Linked DNA regions of Mus musculus: region 2 is linked to region 1. A link is a contact called in public promoter capture Hi-C data. All regions are on one chromosome and are shown on one strand. Each heading gives the region's core, a stretch centred on a gene start, on an enhancer-like site or on the middle of the called end of the contact. The rest is flanking DNA. Distances are from core to core; before and after follow the strand shown. Region 1 holds the start of Zc3h12d (zinc finger CCCH type containing 12D). Region 2 has its middle 87 kb from the start of Gm30906.

Region 1 (3,190 bases), core at 214-2,713:
AGCCTGGTCTTAGCTTCTCAACAACGCCACGAAGTTTGGTGGTCAGCACAGACTTCCAGTCCCAAGTGGGGCTAGCTACCAGTCAGATTTGTTTTGGTTTGGTTTTGTCAGAGTTTGAGGAAGTCACAGAGACTCTAAGATTTCATCCCACAGGGCTGATTTTTTTTTTTTAAGCCTGCTCACTTCTGCCTTTTTAAAAGAGAATTTGTAATTTAAAAACTTATTGCAGAGGGCTAGGCCTGTATCTTAGTAGCAGGGTGCTTGCCTGGCTTGCACAAGGCCCCATTTTAACCATCTCTAAGCTCACCTGTATGGGTGAGTAGTCTACACTTTGCTCACCCATCTCCAGAACTCTCCATCCCTTGAAATCCATCCTCCTGAGCCCCCAAGCCCTGCCCTGCCCTAGCTAGTAGCCATCTTTCTGCTGTGTCCAGGAATCTGGCCCACAGGAGTGGGATCGCACAACATGTATCCTCTGACACTATTCATTCTACTTAGCTCAACAACCTCAAGCTCCTACCGTGTTGTGTCCAAATTTCCCTTTTGTTTGAGGCAGAATCACAACCCATGTGGATTATGAATCATAATCCATATGTGTGTGTGTTCACTCACAGGGGCTACTTTGGCTGCTTCTGTCTCTTGGCTACTGTCACTCAAACTGTTATGAACATGTTCTGGCCTGGACTTTTGTTTTCTCCTCAGACTTACTCCCTGCCACCCCCATCCTTCTCTGCTGCTATAGGTAACTTACAGGCATGCTTGAAGCATTTAGAGCCATGGGCCATAGACCTATCCTTAGGCCAGGTCCATATTAGCATCATCAGGCCTGGGAGAAAACTCCCTAATCTTGGGTGACAAAGCTTGGGTTTCTAGTTCTGCAAAGAATTAGCCATATCAGGCTAAGACCAATCAATCTCTTCATCAGTCTTGAGGCTGCTGCCAAAACTCCTGATCTCTCTCCAGCCAGGAAAGTAGACCCCGCCGAGCCACTGTCTAGACTGGTAGACACTTTAGTGAGCCTGGAAAGAATAAAGCAATGTCCACTCCTGAACGCCACAGCATTCAACGTTGCTACGAAGCCCGCAGATGGGAGGTTTACTTCAATTGGCTGGATTAACCCCCGTCCTCCCCCGTCACACAGAATGATCCTTGATAAAACTGAGCAGACCCTGCATCTAAAGGCAGTTAATGATGCTTACCGTATTTCCGTAATTTGAACACCTAACAGAACGTCTCAGGTGTGAGAAGCCAGGGTGTTGAGGGCAGTCCTGGCTCACACACCTGTCTCTAACATGCCCTTCTCCCATGCCCTTGACTGAAGTCTGTACTGTGCCTGCCACGTTAATTGATAGCAGGGCACAAGCACTCACCAGCAGGGTGTGTCCCTCGGGCTCTCACAGCAGACTTGGCCCAGCTGCCTGAGCCTTCCCAGTGCCCCTCTCTTTTCAGCTAGGGAGTGCTCTGCTCAGTCCCTCAGGAGTTGCTGGAGTCAGAGGAGGGCCAGCGCCCAGGCCACACCCCTGCTAGAAGCTGATCCAAGCCTGCGCTCCACTTCCTGCGCAAGGCACGTTCAGCTGCAAAAGGTACTTACACTTTGTGTTAAAGAGAAAAGGAAGAAGGCAGTGAGAGGTAGGAAGTTCACGCCTCCGCCCCAGTCAAAGCAAAGTACAGCAACCGTGCAAAACAAACGCGCCTCCTCCCGGGACAGCCAGGAGTCCAAGAGGGCAAAAGCACCGCGAATGGAATCGGAGGGTGAGAAGAGCTGCTAAGTTCCCACTCCTGGTGGCTGGGAAGCCCATCTGCTTGAAGATGCTCTAGGGGAAGTCGATGCTCAGCTGAAGAAGACCATAGACTGTCAAAGGGAAGCGGGAAGGGCAAAGACCGCCTCAAGTTGTTCATGGAACTTGGGCTGAGAGGATTCTGCCCGTCACCCACAAAGCCAGGAGTCTCAAGAAGTAATGACCCCCTGTGGAAAAAGGGCTCAGCGGCTCTCTTTACTGCAGTCCTACATGGAGTGAGTGACAGCTTTCTCTAACTGAGGAGCTCACATCTGATCCCAGGCCTACACAATGCACCATTCAGCCGCTATACATAGAGCAAGTACAGAGAGCAGACTCAGAATTCTGTTTCCTGAATTTGGGGTCTTTCATAGCAATGCAAAAAAAAAAAAAAAAAAAAAAAAAAAAGGTATAGCAGCCCACCTCCCACCAGATAACACCCCTAACAAAGACTTCTTCAAGGATATAGCTAAGGAGTTAAGCTGAGTTTTGAACCCGGGACTTGGGTCTGAGGAAGCAAGAATGCCCTGGCTTTCTCCTGGGTGATGGAGATTAGAAATCAGGTCCTCCTGATTTCTAATCAGGAGGAAAAAGGGCTCGGCGGCTCTCTTTACTGCTTGCACAGCAAACACTCTTACCCACTGGGTCATTTATGTTTTTTGAAACACCGTCTTTGTATGTATTCTAGGCCATCCTTGAGCATGCTATACCTAGGCTAGCCTTGAACTCAGTCCTCCTACCTCGGCCTCCCAGTGCTGAGATTAAAGGTGTGAACTACCACACCTAGCCTTGAGAGCTTAGGTCTAAGACAACAGGTCTCAGAAGCTCTGGGAAGATTATTAAGATGGACCGGGGATATGGGATATAAAAATCTTGATTTATAGGCCATTGAGATGCCTTAGCAGGTAGAGGCACCCATGGCCGAGGCTGATAACCTGTGATACCTAGGACCTACATGTGGAAGAAGAGAACCCATTCCTGCAAGCTGTCCCTTGACCTTGACACACACTGTGGCAGAGTGCACATACACACACACACACACACGAAATCCTAAAATTATGAGTAGACAGTGCCTCGGGAGCCTCCTCCTCCATATATGCACATGCATTCACACACACAGATGCACACATATGAACAAAAATGATGGTGTCAGCTGGGCAGTGGTGGCACACATCTTTTGTCCTAGCACTCGGAAGGCAGAAGCAGGCAGATCTCTGAGTTCAAGGGCAGCCTGGTCTACAGATTGAGTTCTAGGATAGCCAAGGCTACACAGTTAAACCCTGTCTCAAAAAAAATTTTTTTTAATTGTCAGACTAGAATGTGTTTAGTGATGGCCAAAAGAGGAGACACCATTTTGGCTGGAAAACTCCACACTCAGTTGTCAGTTGTCTTTGTCAAAAGAACTACCTACC
Region 2 (3,190 bases), core at 443-2,942, 260 kb before region 1:
AGATACTGCACCACAGCCTTGACCATAGATGGAAATTTTCCAAAACAAGCCTTCAGTCAGCGAAAATTAATTCTCTTGGCCATTTTGCCATGGGAGGGAAAAATGATTGATACATTTCCTTTTTTGTGTTCACCTTAGTCACAGATGTCTAAATAGTCACTGGGGCCAGGTAGCACCTCAGATGTATCCTAGGCTAAGCAAGCTGAGATGAGAGTGCTTCTCTGGAAAAAGGCTCGATGTGGATTGAACCGTGATCAAGACAGTATTCTGTGACCTTGTTTAGAAATGGAGTCTTCAGATATAATTACAATATAAGTTAGGACGAGACAGACCGTAGAGAGTATGGGTAGTGTCTACAACAGGGGAAACAGACACACAGAGAGAATAAAGACAAAGGAGGAGGTTGGAGGGGTGTAGCACAAGCCAAGCTCCACCAGGATTGCAGGCAGATAGCAGAAGCTAAGAGAACAGCAGGAAACCCATTTTCTTCCTTCTGAACAAGAATGGACCCACTGACACCTGCCTGACTTCAGGCCTAGAAGAGTAGACTTCTGCTGTTTTAGCCATCCTGGCCTTGGTTATTTGTTACAAGTTCTAAGAGCATGACCACAGGGATATTGGTGTTCCCAGAGCATAATCAAAAGAACCCTGGGTTTTGCCTAGAGAGAGCAGGTTGAGAACAAGTAGTAGAGCCAGGGACCTTATTTGTCAGGATTTGTGAAGATGCTAAGGAGGTGAGACAGAAGGAGAAGGGGTATCTCAGGGTCCCAGTACAACATTCTACATGTGTCATTAATGCCCCTGACCCTCTAGTACTCATTTGAGGACATGCTGCCTCAACTACTTCTGATGCTGTGATAGAATACCTCAATGTAAAACAACTAAGGAAGAAAGTTGATTTTGTCTTCTATTCTAGAGTTCATAATAGGGGCAGTGGGGACGGCTGAGGGGTGGCATGGAGACGTGGCACAAGCAGCCAGAGCAGAAAGCTGAGAGATCACACAGAAGCAGAGAGAACAAACGCGGTGGAGCTACAAACTCTAAAAGCCCTCCACAGGGCTCTACCTGGTAATGGTTCCATAGCATCCCCAAACTGCACCACCACACATACTGTAATCAAAGAGACAAAAAGAGAAAAGGAGAAGGAGGAAGATGCAGAGTAGGAGGACAAAGAAAAAAAGAGCTTTGCTCTAAAAATAACAAAACAATGCTCATGGTTCCTTCAGTCAGTCAGAGTTTTATAAGTATTTATGTGGCATGCTTTGCTAAGGCGCAGAGAACACAAGGTGGTCGGGACATGGTCCCTTCCACTAAACAAGTACCAGAAGCTCAGGAAGATAGGTTGATCTAACACTGTTTTGTAATAGGAAACACACGAGTACTATCCCCACAGCTAGAAGGGACTCTGATTCTAACCAATACTGTTGGAGTTTTTAGGGGAGACTCTGTGTAAGAGAAGAGGTAAACTGAGTCCCAACTGAGCTGTGAAGTGAGAGCTTGTTTCATGGTAAGCAAGAGAACTGGACTTTGTCCACTAAACTGAAGACAGCTGGAGGAGAGCCAACACAATAGCGTGGGACCTGTCAGAAGCCACAATGTCTCACTTTCCATCTCTCTGCTTCAGCCAAGCTCCAACCTAGCTGGGATAATCGAGCTTCGGGAGCCTTTCTACTAGGAGACCGTGTCTTCACTGAGGCTATTATTCTGAAGTCAGCAGCCCGTGAAATTGTGCGTCCCTGCCTTCCACCGTTCAGTGGAAAGGAATCCATGCTGCTTTGTGGCGCTCTCTCTAGGCACTTCAACAGTGTTTTATCGAGCTGGTGGGTGCAATTTCTTCCTTATCACACTGGTAAGAAATGGAAATTCTGCCAGAGTCCTGAATTGATTTTGATATGTGTCCCCATGTAAGAGTTTTCAACACGAAAGGCTTTGAGACCACTCTGAAAGTTTTCCAGAAGTAAGTCTGCCTTTTGGATGTCTATGGGTCAGTGTTGCTATTTTAAATTATGAAAATGTTTTTTTTCCTATGAAAGAAATGATAAGTTTATAACACTCCATCTTTGTGTGTTTATCCACCCGGGTGTTTTCATCAGGGCCCAAAGGGAAGAGTTGAGAGCACCCTCTGCTCTCAATTATAGCACACCCTGATATGTGTTTTTCTTGTGCTCGGTAAAGTGTATCAATGAATTACAGCACCTAAGTTCAACTAAACAGACCCTGTCAAAGCAGGATTTCAAAACTCAAGGACAGTGACTCACATGAAAGAAAGTCAACAACAGAGAAAACAGACCCTGCCAACCATTACTTGAACCCTTTCTAGACTACAGAACTAGTCCATAGCACGCACACACACACACACACACACACACACACACAATCATCTTTTTTACCCCTGGGAGGATTATAATTGAAAAGGCTTAGGGCTTTTTGTCTTTTTGATGTTATTTAGCACTAAAATAAATTTTGTTCCTACTAGAATCTACTCATCCACCTGACTTAGAGAATTCTCTGCTAAGCAGTTGAAAGTTAGTATCAGTTGCCTACTGCTGCTCTAACAAATCACACAAAGCGATACAAAGTATCCAAGTGCATAGGTTGGAGAGCTTCAAATCAAGGCGCTGCTGGGCTGTGGTTTTTGTAGACTTTCTAGGAAAAAGCCTTTTAAAACTTCCAGAGACTGCTGACCTTTCGTGCTGTGTGGCTTCTTCCTCTGTCTCAGAGACCAGCAACATACCATCTCCAAGTCAGTCTCTGTGCCCCTAACCTGTAGAGAGATCATCTTATGTATTGCACAGATGCCTCATCTGTTAATTAAAAAGGTCTATGGCTTAGGCAGGAAATAGAAGTGGGACATCTGGAGGAGAAAGAATTCTGGAAGAGAAGGAGGTAGGGAGAGGAGCCCCAAAAGAGGTGAAGAGACAGAGGTGTGGTACCTGATCACAGCCATGTGGCAAAATGTAGGTGAAAATAAATGGGTATCTTTAGTTTTGATATAGTCAGAGTAGAACCTAGCTATATAGCCAAGATATTTGTAAAAGTATTTTGAGTCTGAGTCTTATTTCTGAGAGCACGGGACTGGGAAGCAGAATTAGGACTTAACTTCAACAGGAACCCATATTCCTGCCCTCAGCTGCACTGGTTTCTACTCCCTGCCTCCCTTGTATATAGACCACACGATCACGCTGGGGTC

The links. Promoter capture Hi-C pulls out the DNA fragments that hold promoters and counts their contacts.
Region 2: a contact with region 1 is called in a promoter capture Hi-C map of liver. The contact joins the enhancer-like site here to the promoter of Zc3h12d in region 1. A contact is called at or near these places in 13 of 39 promoter capture datasets (the 3T3-L1 cell line, 3T3-L1-derived adipocytes, the C10 cell line and 9 more), 5 of 484 Hi-C or Micro-C datasets (embryonic fibroblasts, liver and nephron progenitors), 3 of 115 datasets of contacts at active chromatin or transcription factors (double positive thymocytes, hepatocytes and liver) and 2 of 9 other capture datasets (embryonic stem cells and liver).

What each region holds. Positions count from the first base shown.
Region 1 is chr10:7,830,743-7,833,932 of GRCm38.p6, reverse strand. Zc3h12d (zinc finger CCCH type containing 12D) reads right to left here and starts at 1,463. Exons shown (of 6, transcript NM_172785.3): 1 at 1,371-1,463.
Region 2 is chr10:8,087,968-8,091,157 of GRCm38.p6, reverse strand. No RefSeq gene overlaps it. Among named protein-coding and RNA genes, the nearest start is that of Gm30906, 87 kb to the left of the region's middle. Within about 2 kb of position 1,692, at least 21 of the 459 cell types and tissues checked have an H3K27ac peak or open chromatin away from gene starts, as enhancers often do. A contact at or near this core is called in hepatocytes and liver, where this site is marked.